Linked DNA regions of Capra hircus: region 1 is linked to region 2. A link is a contact called in public Hi-C data. All regions are on one chromosome and are shown on one strand. The core of a region is the stretch at or near the end of the contact, and the rest is flanking DNA. Distances in the headings are between cores, read along the strand shown.

What was found. Hi-C and Micro-C count contacts between places; a contact is called where the count stands out from the background.
Region 1: a Hi-C map of blood shows a contact between it and region 2, with 6 times the contacts expected there. The contact joins two enhancer-like sites. A contact is called at or near these places in 2 of 5 Hi-C or Micro-C datasets (both in blood).

The regions. Positions count from the first base shown.
Region 1 is chr24:57,804,145-57,807,688 of ARS1.2, forward strand. The region is part of intron 10 of ALPK2 (alpha-protein kinase 2); the gene reads right to left. Among named protein-coding and RNA genes, the nearest start is that of MIR122, 33 kb to the left of the region's middle. Within about 2 kb of position 1,832, at least 2 of the 5 cell types and tissues checked have an H3K27ac peak or open chromatin away from gene starts, as enhancers often do.
Region 2 is chr24:57,517,786-57,521,592 of ARS1.2, forward strand. All of the region lies in intron 2 of NEDD4L (E3 ubiquitin-protein ligase NEDD4-like), which reads left to right. Among named protein-coding and RNA genes, the nearest start is that of TRNAE-UUC, 140 kb to the left of the region's middle. Within about 2 kb of position 2,381, at least 1 of the 5 cell types and tissues checked has an H3K27ac peak or open chromatin away from gene starts, as enhancers often do.

The sequences.
Region 1 (3,544 bases), core at 582-3,081, 290 kb after region 2:
AGCTCATAGGGGAAAGGGGGCTGCAGCCACCCCCCATCTGGTTCTCTGCTGCTGGTGGGGCCGGCGAGCAGCCGCGCTCACGAGGTGCCTGTGTGGAAGGGCTCGGAAGGGCTTCCTGGGGCAGGCCCCGGAGCCCCCTGGGGTGGGGATCCTCTCCTCCCCTCGGCCTGCGTTCTGCAACGCTCCCCCACTCCCCCCTGCCCCAGGCGCCTTCCCCGCAGCCTTCAGACCCACTCACACCCCACGCCTCTTTCCAGCAGCAGCTCCCTCCTCCACCCCCGAAACCAGAGCCGCATCACTGCTGTTTGCTTAGACCCTCCAGGAGACACCGCGAGTTCCTTCCAGACAGTCCTGGTCTTCACCCAGCCCTATTGGCCCAGGCGCTGTGACCCCAGCTCTCTTAGCCATCACCTCCTCCTGGCTCATTCCACCCCCCTCCAGCATCCACCCACTGATCTGCGGGGGTGATCTCGAGTCCAATCTCTCCATATCTTTCCGTGCAGACTTGTCTTTCCATCTGGAAATGACGAGGAGCCTGGCTGTGCTCCTCCGGTCCTGAGCCTAGGGACCAGGCAGTGGGGTAACTAGTGCACAGAGCTGGGGAGGGGGCGGAGCCCTCTGGTCCAATTCCAGTCACTCCACGGTCCTTTACAAGGTTTTGGGGGAGGCTGCTGGACTGCCAACGTTACTCCCGCTCTGTGGATGGAGTCTGGGTCCTCCTGGCTGACTTCTCAGCCCAGGAGACTCTCAACACACACTAGGACTGCTGCTCGTGCTGATGCTGGCAAAAAAAAAAAAAAAACCTGTGAAAATAGGTGTTCCTGTCGGGCCTCCAGGCCACCTTGATGGCAAAGACTGGCCAAACAGGTCAGACGCTGGCCACCTAGCTCTGCTACATAAGGGCTTGATCGGATTTGGGACGGGATTCAGGCTGCTTTCCAGAGGAGGAGACCATGGCGGCAGGACCCAGTGGCAGGTGTCTGGTATCCAGGGTGTGTGAAAGCGCCTTTACCAGGCCCCTTAGGCCTGGGAGGCTGGTCCTCTGAAGCCTGGCACTGGGGAGTCAGCAAGACCACCAGGATCTACAGCAATGCGGCCTGCTGCGCAGAACAACGAGGTCAGGGGAGTGTGGTCTGAGCCCCTTGTTCCTCCCCCTCCTGGCAGACTCACGCATTGCAGTAGAGAGTCTGCCCAGTCACCGCACACGCACACGCACACGCACACCCACCCACACCCACACCCACACCCACGACCCCATACCCGTGTGACCACACCCCCAAGCTCGTTCTGAGTGTGTTTCTCCCGTGTCAGAGCCCACCCCCTTCCTCCCTGGGCACCAGGGTGTCTCGGGATTGAGTCTGGGTTAAGCACCCCCAGGTGGCATCACCCCCAAATGCAGAGCTCCCCAGGGGCTGCTCTTAGCTGGAGGGCGGGAGGCTGTGCTGATTTTTCGGGCTCCATGGCTCACGGGGCGTCACACTGACACCAGGAGGGCCTGGTTCCCTAAGGGAACTGCCCTCACCGTGCGTCCACCGCGATACGGGGGCCTTGTCCCCCCACGGCTGCCCCTCTGCAGGAACAAGCCATTCGTGATTCTGCCCAGCCCAGGCTCCCGGGTCAGGGACTGACACACGCTACGATCCTGCGGGCCTGACACTGGCTGACGGCCTGGTGGCCACAGAGAGGGGGTCGTCTGTGCCTATTTATAGCGACCCTAGTTTAGTTCAAGGCTCACTGCCTCCGAAGAAATCTGTTCAGGGTTCTTTTCTTTGTCTTTCACCAACATGAAGCGGGCTTTGGGGCAGAGATCACAGAGGACAAAAGCTTGGCTCTGCCGCCCTCTACTGGCTGGACGGCAATATTGCCTTCTCCCCAGAAACAGTGGGAGGACTGGGGCCAGGTGTGCGTTTGCCGGACCCACTGAGACAGCTGCGGCTCTGTTCCCAACAGGTGTTGGTTTACACGGACTTTGATTAGGTTAACTTTCTGAGTCTTATATTACGGAATTAGGCATTTTTCCTTCTCGCCCTTCAGAGAACTCTAAATGGCTGAACAATTTTCAAATCAGAAATATGTTCGACAGTGGGGTTAGTATCTTTTGTTTACCTAGAAGATGGATTATTAGATGTTGAAGCAATCCGACTTGCCACACGTTGTAACATGAAGTTTTGGTACTCAACATTGCTGAAGGAGTGTGGGGGTATGAAGTATTCCAGGAGAATATTCCATACTTCAGTGTTAAGGAGTTGCATCGGAATAAGCCATAATGGTCCCCTATTTTCTTTTCTATTATAAGCAATCTTAAAATACTCTCACACTTCCTGGCATCACTAAACAAGAGAATAAGTCAGGTCTCATTTACTGAGGTGTCTACAGCCAAACATATGGTTCTGGTTGAGACATAGGGACTTTCTTTTAATGAGCTAGTAGTTCCTCTTTCTGCAAAAGATCCTGACCACCAGCCAAGAAAGCGTGGAGCCCAAATTGGGAGACCTTTTAAGCTTCTGGTTTAAAGGTATTATTGATCATTGTTAAAGTCAGATTTGCCTCGTCACTGTTTCTCCCGCCCATGTCTGGGGTTCTTTTCAACGTGATTAAAAGAACACGTGTAACGATGCCCACACGAAGCACTGCTTCTCAGGATGGGGGTGCCCGTCCCCAGGCTTCAGTAGAGCAGGCAAACTGGCCGTCTGCCGCACGGATGCAGGAAGCCAGCCCTGGGGGCTAAGAATAAAGAGAAGGTGCCAATGGCACCCCACTGCAGTACTCTTGCCTGGAAAATCCCATGGATGGAGGAGCCTGGTGGGCTGCAGTCCGTGGGGTCACAGAGTCGGACACGACTGAGCGACTTCACTTTCACTTTTCACTTTCATGCACTGGAGAAGGAAATGGCAACCCACTCCAGTGTTCTTGCCTGGAGAATCCCAGGGACAGGGGAGCCTGGTGGGCTGCTGTCTATGGGGTTGCAGAGTCAGACACGACTGAAGTGACTTAGCAGCAGCAGCCTGGGGCCTGGCCACGTCTACCTACTCTCTGGAGCCTCTGACACCCGCCAGGCTCCCCAGCCTTTCTCTCCCCGATTTGAGATCATGTCCCACATGGACTTCTGTCTGTCTACGCTGCCTTTGTGCTTGAAACCCTTCCCTGAATCTCTCGCGTTGACTGCCCAGGCTCCCTTCTGCAGCTCTGACTTTTCCCCGAGTTCCTTCAGCAGAATCTCACGTCCTGGCCCTGGGGACCCCTTGCAGCCTGTGGTCAGGGAGCCCCCTTTCCCTGCACCTCCTGCTCTACCCTTGGGAAGAAAGACGACAGGATGGACACAGCCCCCAGGGACCTCCAAAGAGATCTCCCAAACCGCACGCCTTGTACTCTGATCAGAGAAGATTCCTCTTTTGTTTTTTCAAGCTGAGCTAAGAAACATTTCTTTAGAGAAAAATAGTGACTGCAAAAGTTTGAATAAAAGGTTTTTAAAGACACAACGGACAGGATGATCTAATACCCCTAATAGCTAATATTTCTTAGACATTTCAGAATTCCCTTCTCT
Region 2 (3,807 bases), core at 1,131-3,630:
AAAGGACCGAACTCATTAAAAATACAATTTTTTTTGACTAATGTAAAATTAAGCTAGAAACAAATGGGACAAATAGTCAAATCAATTACAAGGAGGTAAATTTTCATGCAATAAAATGCACTTATTTTAAGAGTTAAAAAAAGAAAACCTCTTTGAAAAATAAAATGTACCTCTTGAATGAATCTAATTCTAATGAGTAAAACTGAACTAAATTGCAATCAGATAATTTTATAGTTGTTGCAAATAATACCTTAGGGCAACCTGGGTGGAAAAGGCAGGGCGTTTTAAGTAGCATAAAGTCCTGAGAGTTCTTCTGTTCTCCTGTGAGTCAAAGAGGCATCATCTTCTCTTCTGTTCGAAGCAGATGCTGCTAGTACTTGGAGAGAACTTTGCCAGCTAAGGCACAGCTGGTCACCCAGGCCTTTTCATACAACCCCCGTGTGTTGTCTTCCCCCTCAGTTCTTGCTTAGAAATCGCTAGCAGCCTTTTAGAGTGTATTCCAGTGACACCACTAAACTGTTTTCTCGTTTCTTCTTTCTCCGTGGCCCTCAGCTTCCTCCAGCAAATTTCTTCCCAAGGTTGGTTTCTGCTCTTGGGGACCTGCTGGACTTAGATGTATTTAGCCAAGACTGATGAAGGTTTTGGAGGAGGGAAGTAGTTAAGAGTGATTTCTGGAAGTGCCACCTGCTTGGTAGCCCTTTGTTTGTGACTGGATTTCCAGCACATTCTCTCCTCTGGGATCCCACCCACGGCCGGCTGGCTGACTGGTCAGGGCTGTCTCTTCTTTGATACATCCTGGATCTTCAGCTGGCCTCTTCCTTCGGTTGCAGAAGTCCTGCCTCCTAACTTTTTCATCAGGATTGGCTCTTGCCGCTGTTAGGTTTTGGGGGGCCACCCTGGCTCTTTGCTTCTTTTTTTTCCTGTCGGTCTCGGGAATTTCATTCTTGGTAACTTAATCACTGGGTGTTGGATGCGGGAATGAGGTGGTAGCAAGTGAGGGAGGTTGGGAAGATGAATTGGGTTGGGGAGAGCCAAGGTTGTCCTGAAGCCATCAAAGCAGCAGGGATTAAGATGGCCTGCCTCCTGGAGACTGGACCAGGGGGTGGTACCAGGCTCACAACTGCAGTGTGCACAAGCCACCACCAGATGGCGATGGCACCTTCTTGGCCCAGCAGAGCTCTGCTTGCCCCCACTCCCGCCAGGGTCTCTGAAAGCATAGCCTTGAACAGGGTACTCAAGCTATTGTCTTCTGCTCAGATTAAAGAGTGGTCTTACAAGGAACCTGTGAGTCCCATTTTGAGAAATAACTGCCTTTTAAAGGGGAACATTAAAGGAAAAAGACCTTCTGGCTCAATTAAGAGCCTCTTCTTTTCCTGAATACTCCTTGCTCTCAAACATGGGTGTGCTCTTGAATTGGGAAGTTAGAGGGAATTAGGGGCAGAAACCTGCTGTAACTTGGGCTGCAACTTGGTGTCCCTGGCAAGATTGGGGCTGAAAGGCCATGTGCTCTTTGACCATTGTGTGCAAAAACAATTTTTAATTGGATTCCCCGAGCCCACCCCCCAACCCCGGGAAACTTACTGGAGACGTTGGTTTCAACTAGGAGAGGAGGAGCCCACCCCCCAACCCCAGGAAACTTACTGGAGACGCTGGTTTCAACTAGGAGAGGATGATCCTTTGCTGTTGGACGCGGAGCCAGATTTTAGCCGAGGGAGCTGGCAGGGTGGCTGTGGCTGACTTTGGCGTTACTTTTAGGTCTTCTGTTGCTGAAGGTTGTCTGTCTCTCCACCTGGGATGCCTCATAACAGTCCCTGAAGGAGGTTTCAAGGCTCCATTTCCATAGATGAGGAAGTGGGAGGCACTTTGACCAAGAACTTTGCCTGATGACCCCCAGCTGTTTAAGGTGGTGGAGATGGAATCCAAAGTTAATGTTGTCTGGAAATACATGCTCATTCCGAGTATGTAATGACAATTGAGCAATCGCTTAAACAGCAGTATCTAGAGGGCTTTCTTCTTTCCTGGAACACCCTTCCTCTCAAAGCATCTAGAGGGGGAAAATAGCATTCATTTTCCAAACAAGACATTCTGCGTGCCTAAAGGCCCCAGAGTCACCTGGGGAGGAGGGGGGGCAGGTATGCACCCTTCTTTCTGTGAGTTGGCTGTTAACTTCCCTGCTTTGCTGGGTCGGGGGGTGGGGGTATGTTGTAAGACGTGGTAGTCTCTGCCCTCTCCGAAGGAAGAGCCATTTCCTTCTTCCCCACATCAGAATCCGCTCCAGATCTGAGGGAGGCAGGCTTCGGGAGCTGCTCCCAGCCCAGAGAGGCTGCAGCTAGGGCCCCTCCCCCCCCCATCTGCCTGCTGGGGTGTCGGGGGCGGGCGGCTCCCGCGGGGCCCCACCTGGGCGGCGGCGGCGCCACGCCCTCCCCGGCCCCGCCCTCGGACGTGGCACGTCCCGCTCCAGGCTGCTGATCACCTGTCGGGGACACCAGGCAGAGCCGGGGATTTCTGCTCGCTGCCGCCGCTGTTCAGGGAAACCGACAGCTTCTGCATCTCCCGGCCTCGCTCTAGCCCCTTTAATGTGAGGTCTTCCTGCCTGGCGTCGGGTAAGTGCCACAAAGGATTCTGTCTTCCTTGCTTAACATCAACATCAGGGAAGTGTTCTCTTATGATAGATCCTTCAGCTTTAATCTGAATGTGCCAGGATTGGGGACTTGTTTGATCCTTCTTTCCTCTTGTCTCTTTCTCTCCTTCTCCCTTCCCTCTCTTTCCTGCCTCTTTCTTTCTGTTCCTTTTTCTTTCTCTTCTTCCTCTCCCCCCACCTCTTTCATGTTCATAACATTTTTTTTTCTTTTTTGCATGCTTCAGTAATCAAAACATAGACAGTGAAAAATTGCGTTTCCCCCGTCTCACCTTGTTGGAAACCTCTGTGCACTGAAAAATTATAATACAGCTGCTGCTCCAGTGCCTCCCTCCCTCAGCGGCCCCTTTGTGAATAAATTACTGCATTTGTCATCCCTGTGTGCCTGAAATGTCGAAAACAGACACAGTGGAAGGGATCTGTCATGCAGAGTTTGGAAATTTGGTACAAAACCCCAGGGGAAATGAGGACAGATCTATTAATTTTTTTTTAAACCTCATTGTGCATGAAGTTCAGTTTAAATCATAGCTGATGCTACTAGCAAGGTCGTGGTGGGACAGGTGTCCACCTCTTTATTGTTTCAGATTTACCTCCTGAGATATAAATGTCTTCCCAGTTTGTTTTATAACCTTCGCAGGAAGTGCTGGAGGATGAATCACATGACTCCTAACTTTAGTTTTTCACTTGTGTTGAGAGATTACACGGTTTTGCTCTTATATGGATGTATAATCACTTACGAACTTTTGAAAATTGTAAATGAGGTGCCGGATGATTAGATCATTGTTCGTTGTCTTCTCCCCACGTTGCTCAGCCTCCAGACATAGAAACTTGTATTCCCTTTGAGAGAGAAGAAAGCCGGCACTTACATTTTCTAGACTGTTCGAGCTCTCCCGTGACACCTCGTTACAAACCCAGAAATTAATCTCCGAGAACGCATTGTCTTCCCAGGTGAGGTTAATCTCACTAGCAGGAATTAATGTGGTTTGCCATTTTGACACTTTAGTCACAAATAATGGCTCTGTGGCAAATATAGAATGGAGTTGGGTGATCCCGGGATGGAGAGCTAGGGCAGTGCTTACTCTTTGGGGGTGAGTCCGTCCATAAACGCCAAGAAACTCAGGCTGCCCGAGACAAAGGGTGAGAGGGGGGCTGGCCCTGATTTTTATGAG